Regions from separate parts of the Mus musculus genome. Here all the other regions are linked to region 1. Evidence: chromatin contacts called from public HiCAR-type and promoter capture Hi-C data. All regions are on one chromosome and are shown on one strand. Each heading gives the region's core, a stretch centred on a gene start, on an enhancer-like site or on the middle of the called end of the contact. The rest is flanking DNA. Distances are from core to core; before and after follow the strand shown. Region 1 holds the start of Lxn (latexin). Region 2 overlaps Iqschfp (Iqcj and Schip1 fusion protein). Region 3 has its middle 14 kb from the start of Il12a. Region 4 holds the start of Ptx3 (pentraxin related gene). Region 5 overlaps Iqschfp (Iqcj and Schip1 fusion protein).

Region 1 (3,696 bases), core at 1,106-3,605:
GCAGTGCCCACAAGGCTGGGCGGGGCAGGGCACTCCAACACTGCTAGTTCTTCAGGCAGCAGTGCCCTAGGATTAGCTCACAACCAATGTCATTTATGAATGAGAGGAAAGCTGGTGAGAGAACACGTCAGTGCAAGGCTGTGTTGAACACTTTGCGCAGACTAAACCCAGAAAGCAATTCTGTTTCTGGTCTTTATTTTATAGGTGTGAGACCTGAGAGAGGGAGAGAGGCGAAGTAACAGACAAATGTGACTGCTACCTACCTCCATAGCCAGGGTTTGCATCAACAGCAGTACCCTTAACCACACATTTTCCTAGAATGCTAACAGGAAAATAGAAACTGACCAGACCCCTGACTGGCATGGTCACTGCGTTGTCACTGGTGGGCACTGAACGAGAACAGACTGAAAGACGAGACTGACTGGCAGGCAGGCAGGCAGGCAGGCATGCTGAAGGGCAAAGACTAGCCTGGAGTCACACTGCTGGCAACCCGTGAAAGACTTTGTCAAAATATCATGTCATATTAAGAATTGTGGGTTTTTAAAAAAAAAAAATCTATAATTTGTAGATTTATTTTTACTTTTTTTTTTTTTTGTTTTTTTTTTGAGACAGGGTCTCACTATTTTGCCCTGGGTCATCTGAAACTCTCAAGAGATCCCCCTGCCTCTGTCTTCTAAGTGCTTGTATTAAAAGCATGAGCCACCATGACTGGCCATTTTGATTTTATATTCATACTAAGTTATAAGCCACAGTATTTTTTTTATCTTGTTTAATGCTCATACTGTAATATAATACCAGTAGTATAAAGTATATAATCCTGGGGACTCATAATAACTTATTACCTTGAAGACAATCTACATATTACTCAAGTCTGAAGATAATGGACTGAATATCAACCACTGGTGAGATTGTAGTAGGTAACCAAGACCCAAGTGGGACTGAACAGACAACTCAGTGGTTGAAAACACTTTCTGCTCTTGCAGACTGGGATTTGATTCCCTGCAACATGGTGGCTCACAGTCATCTCTAACTCCAGTCCCATGGAATTTGACACCTTTTACTGACACCTCCTTGGGCAATAGGGACACACACACACACACACACACACACACACACATCATGCAGGCAAAAACTCTAAGAAAGACATTTTAAAAGAAGGCACAAGGCTAGGAATGATATTCTTGCAATTCAGTTTATTTAATGTTTAAATGAAAAAGTTTCCCTTTTAAGTAATAATTACAATTTTAAGAAACCTCAAGTGCCATCATGCCAGTCTATACTAATTATTAAATACAGAATCTTTGACTATTCGTTAGACTTTAAAATGCTCACTTTGGAAGCCCATACTCACACACACACTCTCTCCTAAAGGGGTTGGCTTACAGCTAAAAAGACAAACATTTCCAATATCAAGAGAAAAAAAAAAAGTTAGACTTGTTATCCCCTAGCTGCTTCATTGCTGTTGGCTAACATAACTAGAAAAGATGGGGAATGAACGAACTGAGTTGGTTGGTATTTAATAATCCACTGGGCCCAAAGAAAGTCCTCAGTTATAGGAAAGCTCCATTAGCACACGAGGAAAGCAACACGTGTCCCACAGGGCACCTTCCCCTTCTCTGCAGAGTGGCTGCAACATAGACAGTCTACCCAGAAAGCCTCCAACCATCTACCTTTTAAGAGAAATAGAGATGGGGCTGGAGAGTTGGCTCGGCAGCTGAGGCAGAGGACTTGAGTTTGGTCCCCAGCACCCATACTGTGTGGCACACAACTCCAGCTCCCGGGTAATCTGATGTGCCTGCACACACGTGTGCACATACACATAAAAAGTCATTAAAATAGGATTTCAAGAAAGATGGGAGTGGTGGTTCACGCTCATTAAGCTTTATATTTCTAAGATCACTAAGGTCTTATGAATGGGGAAGTATTTCCTCTGATCCTGACCAGTCTCCCAACGTTTTAAAATGGCTTTTCTGCTTTCCCACTCTGGATCTGCCTCTAAAGGAACCTGGCTGAGCAAGAGTCTCACAAAGGGAAGGGTAAGGGCTGAATTACACTTGGAGCACTTTGCCCCCTGCCCCGTGACAGCCCGTTTGAAAAAGGAGAGGTGTACTCTAATCTGTACGTGAAACAGCCAGCGATTCCTCATCCGGCAGCTGAAGCCCTCAGAAGGACCCATCGAGGCAAGGCCAGAAAGCCCTTCCCCTTCCTCCAGGTTCTCCCTCCCGCTCCACACCTGCCCAGACCCGCGGGAGCCGGAGGGAATGCCCGAGCTTTTCTCCCGGAGGTGCCCGCCTACCCCAGGGCGGGGCCGAGGCTCCCGGCAGAGCCACTGCCCGAACGGTTTCCTGAGTGAAGGAGGAAGAGGGAAGGAAGGCGCTGAGGAGCGAGCAAGCGCGCACGCCCAGCCCAGCTACCGACTGACTTCACCACCTCACCGACACCCACTTGGACACCCACTCGGCTGGCCAGCACTCCACACTGACGGGACCCTGGCTGCACCCGCCGTGATCTCTTTGAACTAGGATAGCCCGCGCTGTCTCCCCCAAGATGGAAATCCCACCCACCCACTATGCTGCGTCCAGGGCCGCCTCGGTGGCGGAGAACTGCATTAACTACCAGCAGGGGACTCCCCACAAGCTGTTCCTGGTGCAGACGGTCCAGCAGGCCAGCAAGGAGGTGAGTCTGCGAGGAGAAGCCCTGCGATCGGCTCCCCCTACTGCCCCCACCCCATCCCGGCCGCGGGACCCTGCTCTGCCTCTGAATAGCATTGCTATGAGCTCCCCTATATGGGACTCATCCCAGAACTGTTTGCTTTCACGGTAAAGCAGAGGACCTATGCAGCCAGATTTTGTGCATATTAGTTTAAGGGATTGGGAAATACACGGGGTTAATCTCACCCTTTCCTGTGGAGAGAAGAGGTCTAGGGAAGACAGCATTCTAAACAATCTGGAAGCTGTTATAGTTTCTCCATCTGCCGCTAGCTAGCCTTGGCCAACAAAAGCTCATGGCCTCCAAACGACTCCATAAACTTTTAAGAGTAACTCTTAAGCCCTTTGCCCAAAACGACGGGAAAACGCAAGAAATTCGCCCCGAGGAAAAAACAAAGGCAGTGTGGGCTGCTCGGGCTCCAGCCGCCCACATCCTGCCTGACATGCAGCCTTGCCTCTGCTGAAGCCGGCTAGGCTAAAGGGCCTCACCTACCTAGCGAGTGTCCCTATTTTTTTTTTCTTACAGCTCAAGATTTTTTTGGCTGACAAAGAAATGATTTTTATTTTCGAAACTGTACTAGATAATATAAATTAGTTACACACTTCAAAACTGGCTTTCATTTAAAAGGGGGATATCTAAATGATCTATTCATAAGGTCTTTTGAAGTGGTGTTTGACAGGACAGTATCAACAGCACTTACACACACTGTCTCTGAGCACTTGGCACTCATCCACCACACGTCGTTTACTCACTGAACACTCTGGTACCCCCGGCTTTAAGACAAACCCTTCCAAAGATGTGCCTACTGCCACTGCATCTGTGTCCTCTGTACGTTTCCACCCGCTTCCTAGACCTACCTAAATAAACTTGCTAGATACTGCCAAGTCCATGCTAGACACCCGATGACCGCCTTCCTGAGCAGCCGGGCTTGGGAAGCGATGAAGGATGGTAAGATGTACAGTCATGAGGAACGTCAGAACAAGACCC
Region 2 (3,983 bases), core at 671-3,170, 1.0 Mb before region 1:
GCCATAGCGTATCTCTATGCAGCCCTGGCTGTCCTGGAATTTTCTCTGTAAGCCCGGCTGACCTCAAATTCTAGGAGATCCAACTGCTTCTGCCTCCTTGCCTCCTAAGTACTAGGATTAAAGATGTGTACCACCACCACCACCACCTGGCTCTGCTACATTTTTTATATATAGCCCACCTAACTGGGGATGGTGCTGCCCACAGTGGGCTAGATCCACTTATATCAATTAGTAAACAAGAGAATGTCCCACCAGCCAATCTGATTGAAGCAATTCTTCAGTTTAGGATCACTCTTTCAAAGGTTTCAGGTTGGCAATCCGGATTAGCCACCACAGCTACTGTTCTTACAATTAAACACCACACAGTGGGGATGTGGTTGCTCTTTCATAGTTTTTGCTAGTGTTTTACATTTTTAGAAGGGAGGGTGTCAAAGGATAGACAGGCCCATCTCTCTCTCTCTCTCTCTCTCTCCTCTCTCTCTCTCACCACTTGGTGAACTACCTGCCTGCTTTTCTGAAAAGCGTCATAGAAACAACTTTAAAACACAACTCTTTTTTTTATATGAATGCTCTTTTTTTTTAATTAGGTATTTTCTTCATTTACATTTCAAATGCTATCCCAAAAGTCCCCCATATCCTCCCCCTCCACGCCCCACTCCCCTACCCACCCACTCCCACTTCTTGGCCCTGATGTTCTCCTGTACTGAGGCATATAAAGTTTGCAAGACCAAGGAGCCTCTCTTCCCAATGATGGCCAACTAGGCCATCTTTTGATACATATGCAGCTAGAGACATGAGCTCTGGGATACTGGTTAGTTCATATTGTTGTTCCACCTATAGGGCTGCAGACCCCTTCAGCTCCTTGGATACTTTCTCTAGCTCCTCCATTGGGGGCCCTGTGTTCCATCCAATAGCTGACTGTGAGCATCCACTTCTCTTAATTCAAAGCAGAGTGAGCAGATTTATCCCTTTAGAACTTAAAGGCTTGCATCTTAGAACATGCAAAACAAAAAACAAAAAACAAAAAAATAAAAAAACACACAATCCACAAAGTAAGGAATGGTTGCAGAGCAGTTCTTACTTGAAAATGAGATCTATAGCATAGTATTTATTATAGGTTGTTATTCCTGATAAGCATGAGGCTGCTGTTTGGCTCCAGGGCAGGCTAATAACCCTTCCTTATGGTAAGTTTCATCTGCATCAAGGTCTGAGATCACAGAGGACAAACTTGCCTACAACGTAGCAAACTCTGCTGCCATGTCTGCACAATGCTACTTACACCATGAACACAGCAGGCTGAGTTCCCATGTGCCTGTCATGCTTACCCTTTCCATGTCACAGATGCTCCCTTACTCCCATCCAGTCACCCCATAAATGGTATGATGGGACACAGAGCAGGACATGCGGGTAAGGGTGTATGCACCAGATGCCCCTGGGCAGATGAGTCCTGTGGTCTGTGTACGTATTCATAGATCATGTCCAGTTTATGATAACTAGCATATTTCTGTCTCTTTGTGTGATTATTTCCCTGCCTGCAGCCTAAAGAACACTGGGCCAGTGGCTTGAAGGCTGATCAAAGCTTCAAGATTCCATGATTTGGTTAAAGATGTCTATTTAAGTGCTAACAGGCCTACAACTGGCACAATCTGAGTTTGAGTTTTATGCCATAGGAGTGTATGCTTAGGGTTACGAGTTAGGGTTCCTGTTGTGAACAATGAAGCCAGCAGCTCTGATGTTAAGACACAGAGTGAACAGGAGCAGTAGCTGAGGGAGGGAAAGAAGCCACAGCCACATTTCCTACAGGACAAGGCTAGGCAGCAGTTATGTCTAACAACAGCTCAGAGGACCTCACAGCCAGCACACGGAACCTCTAGTCCAAGGCTGGCTGCCCTTCCACCCACGCAGAGCTGGCAGAGGAACAGCTGAGATGGAAGCTCTCAGAGCATGAGTCAGCCACTTGTAATCACTCACTAACCAAAGGCACACAGCACACAAAGGAAAGAGGTCAATTCCCTAACGGAAACTGCAGAGCTTCAGGAAGGTAACTCATGTCGGCCTTCACACCCACATGCATCCTCTGCAGGAGGGTACGCTGACGATTACAGCCTGGGACAGGACACCAGGGTTCCTTCTGCCCAGAGAAGGGCATCTAATGAATTGGCAGGAACACATGAACTGAAGCAGTCATTCAAGACATTTTGGTTTGGGAAACGGTTTTGCTGAAAGAAATGCTAGGTTAGTGCTATCATAATCTACACTACATCAAACATGTAATTAGGAAAAGATTTTAACAAGCCTCAGGGAAGAATTCACCATCCTGTCAGCCAAATACAAAAAAAAAAAAAGGAGTAAAGAGGAAATTTTTATGAGACTACACTGCGTCACTTGAACAAGCCTCTACTAGTGACATACTATGCCCAGAACACATTCAGGTTTCAAATTTTAAAACTCTAATCATCTGGTCAGCCAATAAATGTTGAACATCCCAATTTCCTGATTTCTCTTCCTTTTTGCATGTATGCAGGAGTCTCAACACTCTTTTTATGCCATTTCCAATCTCCTGGGTATGTTCCTTATAACTAATCCAGTCCTCTAAACCACAGGCCACGTCTACCTGTCTGTTTAAACTGTCGATCCCCTCCTCTGCCAGGCTTTACCCAGCACAGTCACAAAAGCCCAACGGACTTGCTTTGGAGACTACACTCCCACATGGTTCCTTGGTGAATACAGAATTAGAGCCAATGAGAAGTGACAGTTTGTGGTTGTCCACAGCCCATTTAGAGGGATGAGGACACCAACCCACCCACAAAACTTTCCACCCAAAATTTGTCCTGTCTAAAAGAAATGCAGGGACAAAGATGGAGCAGACTAGAAGGGATGGCCAACCAATAACCAGCCTAAATTGAAACCCATCCCATGGGCAAGCACTAATCCCTGACATTATTTATGATACTCTGCTATGCTTGCAGACAGGAGCCTAAGATCACTGCCCTCTGGGAGGTTCTACCCATCGGCTGACTGAAACAGATGCAGAAACCTATAGTCAAATTATTGGACAGAGGTCGGGGGAAGAATTGAAGGCCCTAAAAGAGATAGCAACCCCACAGGAGGATCAACATAATCAACTAACCTGGACCTTGGGGAACTCTCAGAGACCAAGGCACCAACCAAAGAGCAGGTATGAACGCGTATGTAGCATATATGCACAGATGTAGCAGATGTGCAGCTCAGTCTCCGTGTGGGTCCCCCAACAACTAGAGCAGAGGATCTCCCTATAGCTATAGCCTGACTGTGGATTCTGTTCCCAACAGGGCTGTCCTGTCTGGCCTCAGTGAGAGAGGCTCCTCACTGATGCCTAGCCTACCCTGACAGAGACTTGATGCTCCAGGGTAGGAGGATACCCAGGGGACCCCACCCTCTCAGAGAAGAAGAGGAGGGGAGATGGGGGGGGGAGTCTCAGTGAGGAGCGGACTGGGAAGGCAGGCAGCATTTGATGTAAATAAATAAATTAATTTTAAAAAGAAAAGAAAAACAGAAAAGTCTGCGGGTAAGGGTGCAGATTGCCTCTGCTTAGGAACTCTTTCTGACACCCCTCACTCGGGGGCACAGGGCTTACAGGGTTCACCATGTGTTCTGCTCACGTTTCTCTGGCTGCCTTTCTTCCTTATCTTTCTTATCCACTTTGTTTGGTTTTGGAGACAAGTCCTGCAGAGGTGCTCTGGTTTCTCTCGATGCTCTGGGATCAGGATATCCTTCCACCTCAGCCTCCAAGCTTCCATCTGATCCTTGGCTTTGCCTTCCTTCCTGTCCCTTTCTTCTCCACTGAAGCAGCTGCAGGGCTTCTTGCCAGAAGAGCTTAGGCAAAACAACTGGCTGAAGGGAGGGCCAGGAGTCCCGTCTTTTAAATGCATTGACAAAGCAAACTCCAATGGCCTAACTTTTACTTACATAAAGCCTTTGCGGGCAATGTAGACCATGTTATT
Region 3 (3,898 bases), core at 607-3,106, 1.2 Mb before region 1:
TTTTTCACTTTTTAAAGCATCCTATTCTGCTCTTGCTGTCATCTTGGTTCTGTGGGCAGCAGGTGGTTTTGAACCCAGCTCTCTGGTGCCTGGACTGAGGCTCGGCGGATGTAGTCCAGGTAGAGAGGCTCACACAGATATTGTCACTGGTTTGGGACAACTGTATGTCCCTCCTTGTTCTTTTATTAGAAGAGTGAGCAGAGCCTCTCAGTTTCTGAGATGTTTTTATTTAAACCAAATATTTTACTATTAATTCCTGATCAGATGAGGAGGGGGACTCTTCTGTATCCTGAGCTTGCTGGGTTATATTGGTGCTTGGGTTCACAGGAAGCTTCCTCTTCACGTCTTCATGTAGAAGCATATTTCATGACACTCTCTAAGGACCCCTGTTTGATGATTGTGTCCCTATGAGAATGGTGGGGCTGGACATTTGCCCATGGTCTGGAGTTCCTGGGGTAGAGCAGTTGGTGCCTGCTGAAAGGCTTAACCCCAGGTTAGGGGACCTGAGATGCAGTGCTGGGATGGAGATTTCAGACATTTCCAGGCCTCCCTGATACACAGGTCTGAGGAGTTCTGACGATGGCTTTCCAGTTTCTGACGCTGTTGGGAGGCCCTGGGTGAATTCTGACTGCTGGCCAGACTTGCAGTTGTGCCCTGGAGTCCATAGATGGAGTTCTGTTCATTTTTGCCCCGTGTTGATGGACATTCCTTGGTTAGAGTTCCTTGAGCCAGTCACCCACCTTCATCCTGCATTAGCCCATTCACAGCCGGCTCCTGTCTCAGAAGGGCTGAACCCATTTGCTACAAGCTTGATTTTCAGCTGAGAAGACACTCCTTGCATTTATAGCAACATTAGTCTCCTCAGGCAAGCTTGGAAAGCTAAAAAGTAAAAGGTAAAAAGCCAAAAGGTTCTGTTACAGAAATAAGGACACGAGTGGCTTGAATCAATTCTGGGAGTTTTTGTCTTTGCCTTCGTTTCAAAACCTGTTTGAGTAAGAGTATTACTTCCGTTTCCGGTCTCTGTGGGAGACTACCCGACAGGAAGGACTTGAGAAAGCAGGGATTTGTTTGGCTCCTAGTTGGAGGGGATACAGTCCACAGGGCTGGGAGAGGTTGGAATAGCAGTGCCTGCGGCAGGGTCGGCAGTGTCACTCCACGGCTGCCTTAGAGGGCTCTAGCTGGTAGCTGGCTGAGCTGATGCCCTAAAAGCCTGAACCCGATGACCTATTTCTACCATCCAGTCCTCATCTCTTAAAATTTCACAACCTTTTAAAATCTTGTCAGTAGTTGGCGAACCAAGTGTTGGCACACCTAAGCTTTTGTGGGTGCATTTTATATATAAACCATGACAGAAAAGGAAACTTACCTGGCGCATGCACTGAAAAAGCTCTCAAAAATGGAGTCGCTGCGTAGGCAGTCACTGAGGAGAGAGGGTTTGGGGAGGTGCTGTTACCAGGACTCCATTGGGACCCCTGAGCTGCCTCTCTTGGGAGCAGTGTGGAATAGAATATGCGATGTTTGCTTGGTGCTATGGTTTGGACCTGAAATGTTGTTCGAAGACTCAGTCTTGGTTGCCTGCTGATGGTATTGGGGAGTGGTGAAAACTCTAGAAAGTGGGGCACATTTGGAGGACCGAGGTCACAGACACTTGGTCATCAGGATTATTTAGGAACCCTACACCACACCCCTTGCTCTTCTCCTCCTCTGTGAGGAAAACCACTTTGCTCCAGCTCTGCTCTCAGCCCTGGTTCTGCCTCTCTATAAAGGGGTGCAGGAGAAATGGAGCCATCCCCCCCTCCCGCCCCCTGCAACCTCGTGAATGCTAGAGAAATAGTTTAAAAACTGAGCTATCCGTCCAACCCAGGATGTGTTTCTGACTGATACATCTGAACAGGAAGGAAGTCACATTTACTACTGTGGTATATGCTCTGCCAGCAAGGAATTATTTTTAAAGTATGGTAACCACTTAACCACCCAACCAGATATTTAAATTATTAAAAGTCGTACTTATACACATTGTATGTTATAACATGTATAGCTATTTCGAAGGGAGCAAGCATATATTTTTTAATGTTTTGCCTTTGCTTTAGTAATTGGAACTAATTTATGAAGAATACTTTATTGGACTATACTTGGTTTAGAAAAGGAAATGAGAAACCTGGGGAAGCCCGTGGCACTTTCTTTCTTTTTAAATTTAAATTATTTTATTTATTCGCATTCCAGTTGTTGCCTCCCTCAGTCCCCCCTCCCACAGTTCCTCATCGAATTCCTTCTTCCTCTTGCCTCCCAGAGGGTGCTCCACTCAATCCTCCCCCTTTCCTGGGGCCTCTCTAAGATTAAACACATCTTCTCCCAGTGAGGCCAGGCAGTCCTCTGCTACATATGTGCCAGGGGTCTTGGACCAGCCCATGTATTCTCCTGGCTGGTGGATCAGTTTCTGAGTGCTCCCTGGGGTCTGGATTAGGTGACACTGCTGGTCTTCCTATGGGGTTGCCCTCCTTTTCGGATTTTTTAACCCTTCCCCTAATTCAACCATAGGAGTCCCCAACTTCAGTCCAATGGTTGGATGTAAGTATCTGTGTCTGTCTCAGCGGCTGGTAGGGCTTCTCAAAGAACAGCCATTCAGGCTCCTGTCTGTAAGCACATCATAGCATCAGGAATCGTGTCCAGCCTTGGTGGCCCCCCAGGAGATGGATCTCAAGTTGGGCCGGTCATTGGACCTCCTTTCCTTCAGTCTCTTCTCCCGTGGCACTTTCTTTTCACTCCTGTTGTTGAGTGCCAGGAGCTAGAGGCATGCACATTTATAAGTAATGTGACACTTTTTGTACTGGAAGTTTTCTGGGGGAAGTGAAGCAGTCCAGAAGCCTCGGTCACTGTGAGGACGGCATAGTCGTGGAGAGGAAATGCTCCTTTGATTTACTGTGACTTTGATATGGGCAGAGAAAGGTACTTTTCGGGTTTACTGGTACAAATGAGCATGTGCCACCTACCCACCAGGAGAACCGACATGCTTCCAGCCTCAGGCTCCTCTATAGAGTAATGTGAGCAAGCACACACAGCACTCAAAGCGTTAGCTGCTGGTGCACACACACACACACACACACACACACACACACATACACACACACACACACACATACACAACCCTCTCTTTCACACACACATGTATGCACACACACACACACATACACACATACTCACACATACACATACAAATACACACACGTACACACACCCTCTCTCTCATACACACAGGTATGCACACACAGAAACATAGACACACACACAAACACACATGTACACACACACACACACACACACACACACACACACACATACATACACAACCCTCTCTTTCTCACACACATGTATGCACACACTCACATACACACATACACACATACTCACACATACACATACAAATACAAATACACACATGTACACACACCCTCTCTCTCATACACACAGGTATGCACACACAGAAACATAGACACACACACAAACACACATGTACACACACACACACACACACACACACACACACAGAGTCACACACACTCACCTCTAAGGGCTGGCACTGTCATGCTTCGTGAGTAGGACATGCCTTAGCTTCATTTCTAATTGTTGCTGCCACGTCAGCACTCCTCTGTCTTCCCTGACCCTCTCTGTGGACTGACTATGCTTATCTCTTTCAGATGGAGACATTTTACTTTCATAATAGTCGGAAGCTGAAAAGAACCCAGATGTCCTTCAACAGAGGAATAGATACAGAAAATGTGGTGCATTTACATAATGGAGTACTACTCAGCTATTAAAAACAATGAATTCATGAAGTTCTTAGGCAAATGGATAGAACTAGAAAATATCATCCCGAGTGAGGTGACCCAATCGCAAAAGA
Region 4 (4,009 bases), core at 1,260-3,759, 1.2 Mb after region 1:
GGAGGCAGACCACAACATAATTAGGTGTCCTCTGGGGACCAAGTTGGCAGGAGAGAAAGAGAGGACCAGTCAAAGACTGTAGGTGCAAGTATGATTGGCTAGTAAGCACCAACAACAGTTTAGAATTCGGAAATGTATACATTTTCTAACAGATGAGGAGACAAAGTAATTCTTCCTTTAAGGGGCACATTATATGTGCATGACTCTACAGAGCTTGCAAAACAAACAAACAAAAAAATCCATGCATTTAAAATTGTCACAAAGTTATCACATAGAGGGTTTGCTTTAGGGTTGATTTATGCTTTTTGTCTGAAGAATTGTGCTTTGAACTTAAGGGCATGACCCCTATAGCTCAAGTAGATAGGAGGGACTGATTGTAGGATAGTTTCTATAAAGGAATGAACTGTGCTCTGGAGTGTCCTTCCTCCTACCCCATCCAATAAGCTTCATTTCATTGGAAATATGGCATAGGGTGGTATTGCTTGTCATTGTTTCTGAGACTCATGAGGAGTACCAGGGCTATTTGTCTGCATAGGGCACTAATTTTCTAGAATAATCTACAACAAAACATCACTGCTCCCGTCAGAAATTTGACTTAAGAACCCGAATTACTAGGCTCCAATGTTCTTCCTGTTTTGTTAGCTTTTAAGAGTATACCAAAGGGGCCCTCATCAGTTGGGAGTTTTATGGAGTTCATGTGGGGCTTTGACAAGTTGCACAGTCTGAATAGTCCCTTTCTTGTGTGGTCCTGGGGGACTGGATAAAGCCGTCATCTACTCCCTCTGACTCCTGCGCCTGACTTTATAAAGCATGCCCCCCTTGACCTTCACTGTGGAACTAAACTGGGATGAGGGAACCCTGAAGGGATTCTGCTGAGTCTGCAGGAGATCCAATTAGGCTCCAGTCAACTCAGAAGGAGCAGAGGGGGAGGAGTCGGCCAAGGGGCTGGGAAAGTCGCTGAAGTTAGCCAGGGCCCTGAAATAGTCGGAGGAAACAGGAGCTGGCCTAAAGAAAGTGACGGGATAAAATTAGAAGACTTGGAAATCCCTAACGGAGGGACTCGGGGCAGCGAGGAGGGTCACTGTTAAACACCTGCCAATGGACTCCTTCAATATCTGGTCGGATCCGGTATCAGGAACCTCTGACGTCAACTTCCAGACTGATGGTTTAAATCCTCGTTTTTTTCTTTTGGGTTCCTCGGGCTTGGAAATACTTTTAAAAGGCAATGAGCCTGCCTGGCGTGGTGTGAGCTCTGTGAGTGTGCCTATGAAAAGTACTGGGGCTCTGAGTGTGAGGGTCCCCACAAAAGCTTGCCTCTAGGGACAGAGCCGACCGTGGGCTTACCTGCGGGCAGCCAGTGGCGGGCGACCCAGCTCTGCACGGCGCTCAGGTCGGCGCGCGTCCGCCGCAGTTCCTCCAGCACAGCGCCTAGGCCAGGCACTGTCGCCTCGGGTCGCCGCGCCTCCGCGTCCTCCAGGCGCGCCAGCCTGAGGCTCGCGTCACGGCTCTCCTGCAGCAGCGGCTCCAGCGCCCGCACCAGCCTGGCGTCTGCGGGGCCACCGGCTGCGCACGGCCTCGCCATGCCGCCCGCCAGCCGCCCCAGCTCTGCCCGCAGCCGCTGCAGCTCTCCACGGAGGACGTCGTCGGTGGCCTGCAACAGCATGCCCTCCCGCATCTGCGAGTTCTCCAGCATGATGAACAGCTTGTCCCACTCCGAGTGCTCCTGGCGGCAGTCGCATGGCGTGGCTAGAACGCAGGACACACACAAGTGTTATCAGCTTGTCCTGGGTGGCCATGGGTTGCACTCTTGGTGACTCCAAGTTTCAGCCTGTCCCCAGCAACCGCTCTCCTTCTAAGGATAGCTCTGAAAACAGCGTGCGTGTAAACTCAAAGATGACACAGGACTATTCTTTATAGGACATGTTAAACTAACTGAGAAAATGCCATTAATATAGCTAAAAACAGTTAAAGATTTCGTATAACTTAACTCATCATAAATGTTACAAAAATAATTTAAAACCTCTGGCTTTTCTCAGATAGTCCTTGCTTTCTTGCTTTCCTTTTTTCCCCCAGTCCTTGCTTTCACAAATAAAGTATAATTTTAGCTTGCTTCATTGGCTATCTATGTTAATTATGTTAATCGCGCCCCCCAAAAAGTGAGTTATGTAGTTTTGATACGCTGAGAGAGTTAAAAATGAACTTACGGTCCTCGGTGGGATGAAGTCCATTGTCTATTTCGTTGTCCAAATTCACATACATGAGCTCGTAGTCATCCGAGGTCTCAGCCACTACTGCAGACCAGAGAGCACAAAGCAGGATCGCAGGGAGGTGCATTGCTGGAGAGGCGAAATTTGCTTCGCAGCCGCAGGGGAAGAAGCGAGACTCTACAGTGATCCGAGTTTGAGCCCGGGAGAGATAGTGTGAGGCAGGAGTGAAGCCCTTAATAAACGCTCCAAAGCATGAGCGGGATGAATGACTAATGTCGGTGGCACAGCGCGAGGGAGTTCCCCTGGATTTGGGGGAGGGGGTTGGGTGGGAGGGCAAGGGAGCTGAAGAGGTTGCACAATGTTAAACCACCGAGGTCCACACTGCAGGCAGATTAATTAGAGGCGAGTCAGGGGGAGAAGGGGAGGGAAGCTGGACTTTTCTGGTGCCCCTGAGGATTAGTTGCTGTAACCTGAAGTGCTAGCGCTTTGGGGGGTGAGGAGCACAGAGGTACAGGGCGAATTATCATTTTGGCATTTGGTGTGAGCTTTCATTACTCCACAACCCCTGAAGTTATGGAAAACTTTTTTTTTTCACTTTTCCTTTGGATACTTTCTCAAGACCAAGCTATAGAAAATGATTCCGTGACTCCAAAATAACCCATTAAGAATTTTTATGACTCTAGAAGTCAATCTTGACTAACTAGTCTTGACTCCTCTGGTGGAGCAACTAAAAAACACAGTATGGCTGGGTCAAAACCCAGTAAAACAGGAAAGTGAGGGCGGGAATATAGTGGCTTTAGGTGCTTGGGTATTCTTGACATATCCTATCAAGGTCCTGTTTTAAATTTACATTAGTGACTGTGTGTGTGTGTGTGTGTGTGTGTGTGTGTGTGTGTGTGTAAAACCTGCCCCCTCCCCCAGTGCAAAGTACCTAGATAGGTGTTGATAAGTCATAATAATAGTGATAAAAAATTAAAACATTTGAATAAACTCCAAATAAAGCAAGATCTAAAAAACTACACAGATCTAGAGGGAACCACTCCCAGAGGATACCCCTGAGCTGATACAAGTCTCCAATATACAAAGGAGATGGAGGGGGAGGGTTACCAGTCACATCCTGATCATGATGGCAGGGCTACTACCCTCAGGCCAGGCCTCTCAGAAGGCTGCCTCTTGGATTTCCATAGGTAAATTCCTCTGCTCCTGACAGAGACTCATGAGTGGCTTTCCTGGCCTGAGTGCCCTCACGCATCTGGAATGCACATGCATGTACCATCCACCACAATAAAAATGAATCCACAGTTAAACATAGCTAGACACGGAGGGAACAGGGCATCATAAGCATGAATCAACACAAAGTCAAAAGGCATCAGGCCCCTGCTCAAGAGCTTCACTTATTTGAGATCACGGCTAAAGACAGGGTATGTTTGAAACCGTTAAAGCCATCAGAAAGCGATGGCAATATGAGACAATACGATATTGTTTAAAGGGCAGTGTGGAGCCACAGCTTTGTAAGGTGCTTTTCTCCTAAGGCTGTGGGCTCGAGTTCAGTTTCTAGAGTCCACATTAAGAAACCTGATGTGGTGCTGTGAGGTCCTAATGCCAGTACAGAGAGCCTCTGGGATCCCTGGCTAAACAGCTAAGCCTATTGGGCAAGTTAAGGCCCACGAGAGACCCTGTCTGAAAAAGCAATGTGGAAGAACTGGATAAAAATGCTTACTGTTCTTTCAATGTCTGTGGATTGTAGCATAGTTACCTGTACTGTATGGCTAATGTCCAATTACAAATGAGCACATACCATG
Region 5 (3,492 bases), core at 816-3,315, 1.1 Mb before region 1:
ACTGATTTTTCTACTGAGAATTTGAGGGTATCTTGATGAACTACTTAAACTGATACACTCCCCAGTTTGATTGTTCGAGACCAAGATAGGGTATCTTTTGTTTTGTGAGCTGGGCATGACAGTTCCACAGCATTTGCTCCAGGAAACTTAGTGTTCTGTGAGGCAGTGAAATTGCCCGTCTGTACTGTAGAGGAAGATGGTAAACCGTGAGAGGTAGTGAGAAAGCCCAGAGGGTAAAAACATTTGCTGCCAAGCCTGAGTTTGGTACCCAGAGCCCACAAAGTGCTGGAGAGAACTAGGTCTCACAAATTGTATACCATGTTCCCCATCTATCTTGCAAAATATACAAACAAACAAAGAAACCCGAATTTTCAGAAGATGTAATGTTATTAACAAAAGAATCAGGTGAAGTTGGTAGTGCAAACCTGTAAATCTCAGCTACTTAGGAGGCTAAGTCACCAGGATCATTGGACTGCTGTGTTTCAAAGTCAAAACTAGAAAAGACGGGGGACAGATGATACAACTCAGTGGTAGATACTTGCCTGATGTTCAGGAGGCCCTGGGTTTGGTCCTAAGAAGAGGTGCAGGGAGGGAGAGAGACTGAGGAAAAAGAAGGGGAGGTGGGAAGAGGAGAATAGAAAGAAAGAAAGAGAGAGAGAGGAAGGGAGGGAGGGAGGGAGGGAGGAAGGAAGGAAGGAAGGAAGGAAGGAAGGAAGAAAAAAGAAAGAAAGAAAGAGAGAGAGAGAAAGAAAGAAAGGAAGGAAGGAAGGAAGGAAGGAAGGAAGGAAGAAAGAAAGAAAGAAAGAAAGAAAGAAAGAAAGAAAGAAAGAAAGAAAGAAAGAAAGAAAAGAGTGGGTTGGAAAGGCAGGTTGTCAGTGAATACTTGCCTCAAGTAAGTACGGAAGAACCCGGAGAGAGACAATGATGGACAGCTTAGCAGGATCTCTGAGGTAAGCTGGAGGAGCTAAGGATAAGGAGGGATGAAGGACCGCATGCCGGTAATAGGCATGAGTTATGAAGGAGGGCATAAAGCTAATTGTTTTTCTAGCTGTCACAGTCTTGCTTGTTTGGATGGGTGCATAAAGTATATTTAGCATTAAACGAGTGTAACGTAGTTGAAGCTTCAGAGGTCCTGTTTTGAATGCCAAGTCTAGCTGTTTAGAAAGAAGAAGTTCTACCTACTAGTGCCAGCCTTGGGTCTGCTTAATTTTGGTGTGTGATATTTTCATTTATTGCATACATTTTAAAATAATAAAGCTTACAAAAAAAAGAAAGAAAGAAAAAGTGCAAACCTGCCAGATGATATATCATGAGGCAGGATGGCAAAATCTTGGGGTGAAACCAGCAGGCATGGAGGGATTCTCCAGACTGGACTGGGCTTGGGTGTGCATCTCCTTCATTCAGCGACTGCTCGTTGCCCTGTGTCTCTCTGTTCTGGCATATAGGATGTTTAAAGCATTGGCAATGGAGGTGCAGAAGCCTCGTAGCTGGTCCCTATAGTGCTGGGTTCAGCTTTGCTGAATTCCTGCTGCAAGGCAGAGATCTGGGTTGCTCTCTGATTCTCAGGTCTCAGAGCATACCAACTGCCGGAAATGGAGTCCAGCAAACATTTAATAAACGTATAATCTATGTGTAAGGCAGAGCCCTCTAAAAATTGACACAAGGATCTTGTCCTTAGGGGTCTTTCTCTAATGGGTGAAGCAGACACAGGTTACAGCCTTGTGAAGAGGTGCTCACGAGTGAGAAGAGTGCAGGGGAGACATTTGATGGGGAGGAAGTTTTCTGCAGGAGGTGTTGGCATTTGCGCCTTGAATGTAGCTGGCAAAAGGTGTGGGCAGGTGGTGTGTGGGCGGAAGGCAGCCCAGCTGGAGGCAGCACAGCAGGGACAAAGAGTGTGGGGGCAGCGAGCAATCCGGAGGGAAGAGGGAGGGGGAGAGAGGGAGAAGTGCTTCTGCCAGGGTTTGGATCCCTGCCAGGCCTTGAATCCACGCAAAAGGGTCTGGACTCCATCCGAAGGGACTGGAGAAACATTAAAGATTCCTGATTGCGCCTGAAGAAGGGACTCTGTGCTGGGGAGGGAGGTGGATGGGAGCTAGTCACATGCCCTTTTATCTCTTCTGTGTCTCCATTCCCACAGTGGCTACAGTAGCTAGGAATTCAAGGGTGTGATCTAGATCAGAGCTGGTCATTTAAGCTACAGCAAGTGGGGGGTGGGGGGGATGAAAGCCTGTCATTGTTTCCCATTCTGTACTTACCCCCAAACAACACTGCAGGAGAAGAGAAAAAAATAGTTGGGAGTTTTTAAGCTCAATGGACCCCCTTGACCTAAACTTGTGCTTACAAGTTAACAATATTTCTAAGCCGTCCATCAGAATCAATTTAGAAGAATTTGGCCTTTTGAAGGCTGCCAGGCCTGAAGCAGTGGGCAAGATTCTCTGCTTGAAGAAGAGATTGGCTTCCTCCCAAGACTGGAAAATGGAGGTCGACAGCAGACAGCTCTGCTTTTTAACGGGGTGAAGACCGAAAGTGACAACGCATGACTTAGTGAGCTGGAGGTTCATGTGAACCCCTCGGAAGGGAGATCAGAAAAGCAGGGTGACTTGAAACTACCATGGAAAATTCCCCAGCAGAATTCCTCTGCCCACTCTCCCTTGGCTCAGGTAGCTTGGGGCACAGGATATCTATCCAGACACTGGCTTCAGAGGAGACACATAAGCTCTTGGCCAGCATATCACCAACAGCGCAGGATCGATTGAGCCTCTATCAGCCTGGAACAGTGGAGACGGAAGTGACACGTGGCTTGATGAGGTTCCAAAAACACAGAAGAAACAGTCACAGGAGCAAGGTGGCTCTAAATTAGTAATGGCTGACTTGCTTGTGCAGAGGCATGGCCTCTGGCAGAGGACCAGACAATGGCTATGCTGTGTCAACAGGCAAAACCCCATTTCAGAGATGAGAAAATGGACGTAAGGGGAAAGAGGGCAACCCGCATCCCTCACAGAAAGGCAAGTCCGAAGAGGGAAGGAGGAGAGTATTCACAATGCCTTTTTACTTGGTCAGACATGTCTGCCCATGCACGGTACTGGAGACCTTAGAAAAGAAGCCATTCTCATACAGCAATGGAAACCAAACACAGACAGTGAAGTAAAATTGGTACTCATTGGTGGTGGCAAATGCTTACTATAAAGACAAATTTGGGAACTATAATGAAAAGTAGGAAAACTTGAGGCTTGTCTAAAGAGGCGGCACCCCCAGAAAAGGCCTGAAGAAAGAACAAGGTGTAGGGTAGGGTTGCTCAGTGCACTGTGAATTCCAGATGAAGGGCTAACAATGTTTTAGCACAAGTATGCACCCAATGGTAAATGTGACAAGCCTCTGGGGGTGGGGTTGGGGAGGGGAGTGTACCAGGTGGACCAGAGGGACTGAACGGACGAGTAAAGGCAAGCAGAGCTGGACCCCAGGAGGAAATGGAGGTGAGGGGATGGAGAGGTG

Evidence for each region. Promoter capture Hi-C pulls out the DNA fragments that hold promoters and counts their contacts. HiCAR-type assays count read pairs that join an accessible place to other places.
Region 2: a contact with region 1 is called in a promoter capture Hi-C map of hippocampal neurons, with 2.2 times the contacts expected there. The contact joins the enhancer-like site here to the promoter of Lxn in region 1. A contact is called at or near these places in 2 of 39 promoter capture datasets (the 3T3-L1 cell line and hippocampal neurons) and 3 of 115 datasets of contacts at active chromatin or transcription factors (astrocytes, embryonic stem cells and stem cell-derived neural progenitor cells).
Region 3: a promoter capture Hi-C map of pre-B cells shows a contact between it and region 1, with 2.4 times the contacts expected there. The contact joins the enhancer-like site here to the promoter of Lxn in region 1. A contact is called at or near these places in 3 of 39 promoter capture datasets (the HPC-7 cell line, embryonic stem cells and pre-B cells) and 3 of 115 datasets of contacts at active chromatin or transcription factors (astrocytes, large pre-B cells and pro-B cells).
Region 4: a contact with region 1 is called in a promoter capture Hi-C map of hippocampal neurons, with 6 times the contacts expected there. The contact joins the promoter of Ptx3 here to the promoter of Lxn in region 1. A contact is called at or near these places in 7 of 39 promoter capture datasets (the 3T3-L1 cell line, 3T3-L1-derived adipocytes, hippocampal neurons and 2 more) and 1 of 115 datasets of contacts at active chromatin or transcription factors (astrocytes).
Region 5: a HiCAR-type map of astrocytes shows a contact between it and region 1, with 4 times the contacts expected there. The contact joins the enhancer-like site here to the promoter of Lxn in region 1. A contact is called at or near these places in 7 of 39 promoter capture datasets (the 3T3-L1 cell line, cranial neural crest, embryonic stem cells and 3 more) and 2 of 115 datasets of contacts at active chromatin or transcription factors (astrocytes and embryonic stem cells).

What each region holds. Positions count from the first base shown.
Region 1 is chr3:67,462,566-67,466,261 of GRCm38.p6, reverse strand. It overlaps Lxn (latexin), which reads left to right and starts at 2,355. Exons shown (of 6, transcript NM_016753.4): 1 at 2,355-2,676. The coding sequence starts at 2,548. The region is part of intron 13 of Gfm1 (G elongation factor, mitochondrial 1); the gene reads right to left.
Region 2 is chr3:68,506,803-68,510,785 of GRCm38.p6, reverse strand. The region is part of intron 5 of Iqschfp (Iqcj and Schip1 fusion protein); the gene reads right to left. All of the region lies in intron 2 of Schip1 (schwannomin interacting protein 1), which reads right to left. Among named protein-coding and RNA genes, the nearest start is that of Gm22073, 39 kb to the left of the region's middle. Within about 2 kb of position 1,920, at least 170 of the 459 cell types and tissues checked have an H3K27ac peak or open chromatin away from gene starts, as enhancers often do. A contact at or near this core is called in astrocytes and stem cell-derived neural progenitor cells, where this site is marked.
Region 3 is chr3:68,703,734-68,707,631 of GRCm38.p6, reverse strand. No RefSeq gene overlaps it. Among named protein-coding and RNA genes, the nearest start is that of Il12a, 14 kb to the right of the region's middle. Within about 2 kb of position 1,856, at least 33 of the 459 cell types and tissues checked have an H3K27ac peak or open chromatin away from gene starts, as enhancers often do. A contact at or near this core is called in the HPC-7 cell line, pre-B cells and pro-B cells, where this site is marked.
Region 4 is chr3:66,218,387-66,222,395 of GRCm38.p6, reverse strand. It overlaps Ptx3 (pentraxin related gene), which reads right to left and starts at 2,509. Exons shown (of 3, transcript NM_008987.3): 1 at 2,205-2,509; 2 at 1,345-1,746. The coding sequence starts at 2,334. The region is part of intron 4 of Veph1 (ventricular zone expressed PH domain-containing 1); the gene reads left to right.
Region 5 is chr3:68,575,109-68,578,600 of GRCm38.p6, reverse strand. All of the region lies in intron 5 of Iqschfp (Iqcj and Schip1 fusion protein), which reads right to left. The region is part of intron 2 of Schip1 (schwannomin interacting protein 1); the gene reads right to left. Among named protein-coding and RNA genes, the nearest start is that of Gm22073, 29 kb to the right of the region's middle. Within about 2 kb of position 2,065, at least 62 of the 459 cell types and tissues checked have an H3K27ac peak or open chromatin away from gene starts, as enhancers often do. A contact at or near this core is called in astrocytes and hippocampal neurons, where this site is marked.